Linked DNA regions of Mus musculus: region 2 is linked to region 1. The links are chromatin contacts, called in public HiChIP or PLAC-seq maps. All regions are on one chromosome and are shown on one strand. Each heading gives the region's core, a stretch centred on a gene start, on an enhancer-like site or on the middle of the called end of the contact. The rest is flanking DNA. Distances are from core to core; before and after follow the strand shown. Region 1 overlaps Cacna1i (calcium channel, voltage-dependent, alpha 1I subunit). Region 2 has its middle 13 kb from the start of Gm41363.

The links. HiChIP or PLAC-seq counts read pairs in DNA pulled down with a chosen protein or histone mark.
Region 2: a contact with region 1 is called in a CTCF HiChIP or PLAC-seq map of the NIH/3T3 cell line, with 14 read pairs. The contact joins two enhancer-like sites. A contact is called at or near these places in 1 of 15 datasets of contacts at CTCF or cohesin (the NIH/3T3 cell line), 4 of 484 Hi-C or Micro-C datasets (the G1E-ER4 cell line, bone marrow-derived macrophages, double positive thymocytes and 1 more) and 1 of 115 datasets of contacts at active chromatin or transcription factors (CD8 T cells).

The regions. Positions count from the first base shown.
Region 1 is chr15:80,317,630-80,322,181 of GRCm38.p6, reverse strand. Cacna1i (calcium channel, voltage-dependent, alpha 1I subunit) reads right to left here. Exons shown (of 37, transcript NM_001044308.2): 3 at 1,712-1,823; 4 at 862-995. Among named protein-coding and RNA genes, the nearest start is that of Gm31319, 30 kb to the right of the region's middle. Within about 2 kb of position 2,696, at least 53 of the 459 cell types and tissues checked have an H3K27ac peak or open chromatin away from gene starts, as enhancers often do. A contact at or near this core is called in the NIH/3T3 cell line, where this site is marked.
Region 2 is chr15:80,411,801-80,416,092 of GRCm38.p6, reverse strand. No RefSeq gene overlaps it. Among named protein-coding and RNA genes, the nearest start is that of Gm41363, 13 kb to the right of the region's middle. Within about 2 kb of position 1,587, at least 24 of the 459 cell types and tissues checked have an H3K27ac peak or open chromatin away from gene starts, as enhancers often do. A contact at or near this core is called in the NIH/3T3 cell line, where this site is marked.

The DNA.
Region 1 (4,552 bases), core at 1,447-3,946:
ATCCTCCCACCTAAAACCATCTGGGCTTCCTTAGAGATGACCAGAAGTGGGGCTTAAATCTGCCCTCCATTTCTGACTTGCCGAGTGACCATGATAATGGTGATGGCCACGATGGTGGGGGTGGTGATGATGATGATAAAGCTGATAGTAATGATGGTGTGGTGATGATGATAATGGTGACAATGATGGTGGTGATGGTTATTGTGGTGATGATGATAATGGTTATGATGGTGAGAATGATTGTGGTGAAAATATATGACTATATTATGATGGCGAACATGATGGTGGTAGTGATTGTGGTAGTGATCATAATGATGATGGTGATGATGGCAATGACAATAGTAACAATAGTTATGGCAGTGTTGGTGACAGTGACAATGGTTATGTGGTGACAGTGACAATGGTTATGGTTAGGGTGACAGTGACAATGGTTATGATGATGGTGACAGTGACAATGGTTATGGTGATAAGAGTGACAATGATGATAATGGTGGTGGCGGCAGTACTGCAGCTGCTGCTGATGACAGCAAACACTTCATGATGCTCATTTTGACCAGGGTGATGTCTTTACTTCTTTTTACAGATGGGGAAATGGAGGCTTCTCAAAGTTAACTGACTTTCCCAAAGGCGTGCAATTAATCAGCATAAAACACTCAGTCTAAGCTGCCCACCGCACAACAGATGCTTACAGCGGCCACCGGAAGGGACAGCTGTCTTCTAGGGCCATCTACAGGGAGCGTTGTCTCTCTGACCCCTGGCCAGAGGCCCTCCATTCTCACACAGCATCACCACCATCTCCCAGAATCCCCTTGGTTAGCTATACGGAAGCTGGCATGCAACAAAAACCAGGTTGTTCCCTACCCTGCCATGACAATGAAGAAGTCCAAGCGGTTCCATGTGTCCCCGAGGTAGCACTTCTTGCCAAAAATGCCCAGGGCCACCATCTTAAGCACCATCTCCATGGCGAAGAAGATGAAGATGAAGTCATCAAAGACCTGTCAAGCAGGAGGAAGACAGGACAGGACAGGGTGAACTCTGGAGCAAGAGTGGAAGTCAGAGCCACGGTGAGGTCAAACATGGGACAGGAAGAGAACCTCAGAGTCCCTTGCCCACTCAGAGAAAAGACCAGGGCCCAGGGAAGGGGTGACGTTGCCCAGGGTTCCACAGCCCATTCTGCTCATGGCTTTAGCTCTGGCAACGATGAGGACCCTGGGGCTGAGCACCAGGCTCCCTCATGATCTCTCTCATAATGGCACACATGGGGTAGCCCACTTTACAGCTAAGAAAACAAGACCAGAGAAGCCAAGTCACTTGCCCTGGGTCACACAGCAACTCTGTGCCAGGATTAAAATGAAACTCAGGTCCGGCTCCCAGGGACAGGCATCAAATATTCTACTTCTGTAAAATGGATACGTCCCCAGAGCCCTACTCTGTGGTACCTCACACCGTGCCTACAACCACGCAGATGCCACATCAGGGCCCACGAGTCCACAAGGGAGGAGGTATCAGGGAGCAGAGGCTGGCTGCGGGCAGAGAAATGTAGCCACTGCCTTCGCTGTGTGAATGGGATGGGGTGAGGAGCCTCAGCTGGGAAAACAAAGATGACAGGAGGGGCAATTCTTCAGAAGAGCTGAGGGGCTGAGCTACAGTAGAGCCCTGAGCTTGGAAGAGGACACCCGGCTGGGAGGGAGGGGACGACTGAGAGGCTCACCTGCAGGATCTTGCAGCGGTCTGAGAGGCACTCCATATCGTCACATGGCTGGTACATGCCCAGGGTCACACAGTTCAGCAGGATGACCAGCATGCTCACACACTCGAACCACGTACACCAAGTCAAGGAAGAACTGGTGGTGGAAGCGCGGCCTGGGGCGCCACACTCCTGAATGTGACACCCCAGGAACAGACATGCAGACCGTTTCTGCCCCCCACCCCCAACTCCACCCCCACCCCTGTGGACCTCTCAGTGACCCAGGTCCAAGCTTTCAGAGACAGTGCAGCTGGCCCGCCACACAGGTGCAACCCATGCCACACCCTGCAGGGAACCGAAACCAAATCAAACCACTGAAGCATCCACTGCAGGATGCCTCCAGGTCCCACCCAGGAAGGAGTGGCCCCCAGAAAGGGTCCCCAGACTCAACAGCTCTGATGCCGGCCTTCTCTTCTCCCTCTCCCATCCCTCTGCGGTGGCTTCATGCTTCCCATCCAAGGAATGGGTCTGCACTTCTGAGGCATCCCTGGACATGTTCTCCTGATCTGCCTATCTCTGTGGGGCTGAAGCTCACAGTCACCCTCTGACCGCTGCTCCCAAATCAGCCCAACCCAGAGACCTGGCTTCCCGGGTTCTGCCCCAGCAGAATCCTGCAGCCTGGAGCCAGGGCATCTAGAGATCAGCCCTTCAGGTCAGCCACAGGCCACCAGCAGGATAAGGGGATCCTACAGCCCAGAGAGAAGAGAACTGCCTGCTCATATCCCCCAAATGGCCTCTCCTCTTATACACAAGTCCTCGGGGCTAAGGAGATCTGTGCCCCCCCCCCAAAAAGTGCATCATGGTGAAGAAAAAAAAAAAAGTGAAACCACACAACAGCATAAATGACTGAGGTCAGACTCAGGGGTGAACTGCCAGATGAAGGAGCCTGTCTGATGACTCACTCTCTTCTAGTAGTTTCTCATCTACCAGGAAGCAGACTGACAACCCCTGCCACCAGCTGTACCCACATTCCTGTCCCTGACTCCAGCATTTAGCATCTGGGTACAGAGCTGCTATGTGCTGTCAGAGCAGCCAGCAGTGCCAGAGACCAGGGCCTGCCTGTGAACTCAATTCCCTGCGGTGAGTGGCTCTGGGGTCTCAAGCAAGTTCACAGCAGCTCCTCACTGGAGCTAAGGGGCACCTCACAGGTCCACAGAGGCTGTCCCGACCCCTCTTCTCAGAGTGCCTGCTGTGGCTCCCAGCTTCTCCTGGCTTAAAATCAGAAGCCCTCCACAAAGCTGGCCAGCACGACCTACCCTCTTCTCCTTCCCCCGACTGCCTCCCTCCCAGCCCGTGGTGGCCTGCTTTTCCTGTCTGGTCTCAGGCCATTCAGCCCCACAAGCTCCTCCCCCAGCAGCCCTCCAGCCTGACTCTCTCCCATCTAACGCTCATCCTCTCTGCCCACTTTTGAGCAGAGTCTGGGTCCCTGGGATCTACAAGCACTCAACTCCAACCAGAACAGCATGGAGATGCTCAACCAAGACTTGCCGAGTGAATACATGAGTTTATCTCAAGCTCCCCCCACCCCACCCCCCAGCCACACCAGTTCAACCCCAGCTCGGTGAAGCCACACCAGCCCACCACAGCCAGATGCCAACCACAGTGGACTGGGCCCCTCCTGCCTGCTAAGAGAACTGACCTAGTTTCCATGGCAACAGCCCCCTCTGCTCTCCAGACCCTGCTCACCTTGAAAGCTGACTTCCATGGCCTCTGTCCCTGCCCTGCTCCTTCCTGTCCCTGGCCTGGCTGCCACTCTCCCGCCATAGCCTGTAATTAATTTCAGTCGCTGCCAGGCCCCCTTTGAGCCCTAGCCTTGCTCCAGCAGTAGCTGTGTCATTAATTAACTTTTTTGAAGTTCAAACGTTCTAATTACCAGCGAGCATCCCCGTTCCCCTTGATTCCCTCCCCCCCTTCCCCCATTCATTACCTCCCTCTCATAGCCCAGTTTCTGCTGCCTCTGTCCTTCCTGGAGACCCAGGCCCAAGTGCACCTGATGGGCCCATTCACAGGTGGGGAAAGTCAAGACCCCTCTTTAGATCACGTGGCTGGGTTTTGTCTACATCAGACCTGCTGGGTTCCTCGGCCAGTGTCCCCTCCCGGCCCTTGGTCCTGTGTCTGCAATACTGCCCCTGCCTCCCTGGGGCTGCAGCTCTGGCTCCTGACTCTCCAGTGGGCCCTGTGTGATGTCAGCACTGAGTCCTCAGACTCCTTGATAAAACTAAATTCGATCCAAAGGGGAAACATATTTACACACCTGTGACAGTACACACCTGCAATCCCAGCACTGGGGAGGCTGAGGCAGGAAGTTTGAGGCCGACCAGAGCTACCCAGTAATACCTTGTCAGCACAACTCAAACCAAAACAAGCAGAAGTGGGGTGGAGTCAGGGGTGCGGCTCAGTTGGCCACAATCCCAGAACCGAGTACCACATAAAGCCAAGCGTGGTGGCAGGGCAGCCAATTCTTACAGTCCTGCCCAGCAGCACTTGGGAGGCAGAGGCAGGAGGATCAAGAGTTGAAAGTCCCAGGGCAGTGGTTTTAACCCTTGAATCCCAGCAGAGGCAGAAGGATCTGAGTTCAAGGCCAGCCTGGTCTACAGGGGCAGCCAGGACTACACAAAGAAATCCTGTGTCAAAAAAAAAAAAAAAAAACTAAGAGTGAGAGACATACGAAGACATCCTCAGCTACACTATGAGCCTTCAATCCATGGTTCCCCATCCCCCTCAGCCTGTCACCCAAGGCGACAGTGATCTCAGTGAGTTCACTGCCTGAATCTCCTGCTTGCCCTGGCACACACTAAGCTTCTC
Region 2 (4,292 bases), core at 338-2,837, 95 kb before region 1:
GCCCCAGTGCAACAGAAAACACAGGGCTTCAGGAAGAGCCCAACTGGCTCACAATGAGTGTCCCTGAGAGCACTGTACAGGCCGGACACTAATGGTCATTCAGCAGCCACAACACAAAGGTCCCAAATAACAATGTCACCGACCAGTCAAAGGGCTACAGCCACAGGAGCAGACACCGTGCCTCCAACCAGTATACTGCTTCCCACAACATCTGTGAGGCAGGGGGATCAAATCCTACGTTGGAGCAGCCGACAGATAGTTGGTAGGTAGTTAGTAGGCTAACAGAGGACTTCAAAATCATCCATCCTGGGCAGAGACTCTTTGGATTGGAAGCTGAATGTATTGGGGGGCCTCTGTGAAGGTCAGCACATGCTGGAGCTGCAGGATGGCTTCAGGTCCCCTGACAACTTAATCAGGACTCAATCCATTTTTCTCATTATGGGCTAGACTCCTAGTCCATCCTTCAAACTAATGAGAAATCTTGTTTGGGTGTGTTGGGCAGCTTCTGCCTCCTCCTGATTTTATATTACTACTACTACTATCATCATCATCATCATCATCATCATCATTATTTTCTCCAATATTATTACTTTCTTCCAGTAGCCCTGCAGCTAAACATTTCACCCTGTATCTGTTCAGAGCCAGAAGGTCACCCTGAGAAGTAAGACTCTTACAACAGTGCTTGTGGGGCCTGGCAGACAGGCACGGAGGCAGGGTGAACCTTCTGCTTTGGCTGTCGATGCTCATCCAGTCTGTCACACCCCACCTTCCACAGGGAATTAAAAGCTGACAAATGAGTTGGTGCCCCGGCAGCTGCTCTCTGCCATCCAGAAAGAAGCCAAGTACAGAGCAAGGCTGAGACAAGTAGGCACCTAAGTGTGGGGACGGGCCTTCTGGGCAGACTGGGATAACACTGACATTGTGTAGGGCTGGGCTTTCCACAAGGAGCTCAGCATCCTTGGTTTGTAGCCCAGGGACCTTGAAAGGACTGAGGGGCAGAGGTGGGGGGGGGAACCATACCCATGCTGGTTCTCATAAGGCAAGAGGCACATGTGACCGTCACCTAAGGGCACTGACTGTCTAGAAGCCCATCCATATAGGCAGAAGGCTGTAGGGAAGGTTTTCCTCTTCCCAAATGAGGCTGGGATCATGGGTGAAGCAATTCACACAAGGTCTCATGACTGACCACAAGGCAGCTAATCCAGGCAGATCTGCCTCTCTCCTGGTGAGGTCTGCACCCCACCTCCCAAAGTTTGGGGAGCAGCAGCAGATGGATGTGAGAATGGGCCCTGGAGTCAGATCTGCCAGGGCTCAAGCCCACGTAGCAGCCACATAGTTCGTCTTGGACAGGCCTCCTTTCTCTCTTCGAAGACTCACTTCTGTCTCCCAAGGCATCCCACGCCCAAGTAAACACCCAGTCAACATGGACTGCACAGCAGGGCATGAGCGAGGGGGGCATACCCTGCAGCCCACACATCCCAGGGTCCCAAATCTCCTGGGAAGATACCTCAACCAGCACAGCCCACATACACGGGCTGGGCATTGAATCAGAACTGAGTCACAGCCATTTCCTCCAGGCAGGAACTGGCTTTGGCACGCATGGCCCAATTACTCAGAGATGTATGGAACCCTGTCGGGGCTGGGGGTGGTATCTGAACCCAAGGAAGGCACAAGCACCGTGCCGGCGGGCCATTAGTTTAGGAAAGTTCAACTATCCGTTCATGGTGGCTGCAGTCAGTTCCAAGATATCCTCCGCTCCCCTACGAATGGTCTGGATTCCTCAGTTCCAGAATGTATCTCAGACATCTCACAAAATGCTTTCCATGAATACAGCAAAGTGGCCAGGGAAGCTCTCCTAGCCTTCTGGCGCTTTGCCCACTGGGCATGCGCCAAGCAGGAAGCAGGTCAGTCCCCTGTAGTTGTTTGTTTAGGGCTTCCTCGAAGGACTTCTAAGCAGAATGCTGAGCTCTGAGATGGGCCTGCATGGTGCCTGCATTTCCCCCTCCTTAACATTCACTTGAGCCCCAGGTGGTCTCTGTCGTGGGTGCTCATGCCCACGGTTCCCTCCCACAGGATCCAGATTAAGGCCGATCACCAAGGATAGATGAGACTCAAGCCACACTGGCAGCTTTCCTCCCACCATGCCTGTCAATCTTGAGAGCCATCATGGCCTCCACCCACAGATAGCCTCAGGTGTTCCCACCAATGGGGCTGCAGACTGAGCCTGGCCCATTTCAGGATTCAGTGAGAAGAGGACAACTCCAGGACCAGCCGAGGCGGCAGATAGCACTGTTGGGAGAGCTTGATTCTGCCTCATCTATGGGCTTCCCATGCCTGATCCATCAGCATCCATGATCCAAGAAGGCAAGCCCTGCTCCTGCTGTGGGAGACACTGCGATCCCTCACGGGCTTCAGAGACAAAGTACCTTCCTGGTATTCAGCCCTGTTTCAAACCATTATTCCTCATTACTCCACTGCACTCCTCGGCAAGCGTCTCCCTCCTCCACCTTCATGCCCTTCAAAGGACTACAACAAGACTCATTTCTTGGCTAAGGGACAGACCATCCATCTTTTTAATCTGCCCTCATAAATCAACCACCTGAGCACCCCAGGCTGCCCACCTCTACTACCCTGGAACTCTCAAATCCTCTGGATATCTCTTAGGGATGCCCCCAGGTCCCAGCTCTTTGACTGGGGAGGGAGGTAGCCATATCCCCGGATCACCCAGCAAGCTTCTCTACCAGGGCCTATCTCGAATGAGGGGTGGAGGGGCCTGGCAGATGCCTCTACAGGAGGCTTGCCAGCAGCCACAGCAGCTGCTTCTGCTGTCAGCAGGGCCTTCTCCTGGAACAGGATGTCTTAAGCTTGTTGGGATCAATTGCCCATGGTGTTCTGATTACGGCCTCTGCCAGGTGGCTGACAGCTTCAACAGAGAGGCGAAAGGACTTTGTTGGGACCCTGAACAGATCCAAGAAATGAGGGTTTGGAGTGGAAAATAGAGGAGGAAGAGATGGGGTCTGAAGGACACGGGAGAAGCTCAAAGATGTTTTACTGGTCCCTTGACTGGATCTTTAGGAAAAGCCCAAAACAAAGGGCAGCAGGACCATGCAGAGTCAGCGCCGGCTTGGCTTTTGGTGGGCATCAGGAGGTTACTAAAAGGCTGCAAAATTTTCCAACTGAAGAAGAGGAGAGGGGCTGACTAGGAAAGAAGAAAGGGGGTGCATGCATACACATGTGTGTGTTTGTGTGTGTGTGCATATGCATACATGTGTTTATGTGTATGTGTGCATGTGTGCATGCACATGCATGCATGTGTTTATGTGTTTGTGTGTGTGCATGCATATTCATGCATGTGTATGGGTATACATGTGTATGTGTATGTTCATGCATATGCAAACATGTGCATGTGTACACATGTGTGTGTGTGCATACAAATGAATGTATGTGCATGCATATGTGTATATGTAATTTCCTTGTAGATGGAGAAGCCCAGAAGTGCCTTAAACTTCTATCTCCAACCATAGTCTCTTTAAGATTTATAAGACAGGAGCTGAGGAGGTGACTCAGTTAGTCAAGTGTTTGCCGCACAAGTGTGAAGACCTGACTTCAGCCCCGGGCACCCATGCAAGAGTCCAGGTGCAGAGATGAGTGCCTGCAACAACAATTCTGGGAAGGTGATGACAGGAAGAGCTCTGAGCTCGAAGGCCAGCCACTCTTGCCATATTGATGGACTCCAGCTTCATTTGAGAGATGCTATCTTCAAAAATAAGGTAAAAGACTGGGTGCTGTAACATACATTTTTAAACCCACCATGTGGAGGCAGAGGCAGAGGGATCTCTGAGCTTAAGGCCAGCCAAAGCTATGTATTGAGATTCTATCTAACAAAAGAAGAGGAGGAGGAGGAAGACAAAGAAGACGAGGAAGTAGAGGAAGAGGAGGAGGAGGAGGAAGAGAAGAAGTAGGAGGAGGAAGAGGAGGAGGAAGAGGAGAAAGTGATGGAGGAGGAAGATAGGTAGAGAGAAATTGAGATATATACTAGAAGTCAGCTTCTGGCTTTCACATGTGCACATGCACACATGCGCACATGCACATTACACACACATACACAGAGAGAGAGAGAGAGAGAGAGAGAGAGAGAGAGAGAGAGAGAGAGAGAGAGAGAATTAACAAATATAAAAATCCACAATGAAACCAGGGATGCTGCTCTCTTTCGACAATTCCATGGGCATGGAGAGGTCAGCTCTTGCTCCCTGCTTGTGTCTGACTCTTAGAAATGCCTTTTACTTCCTTGA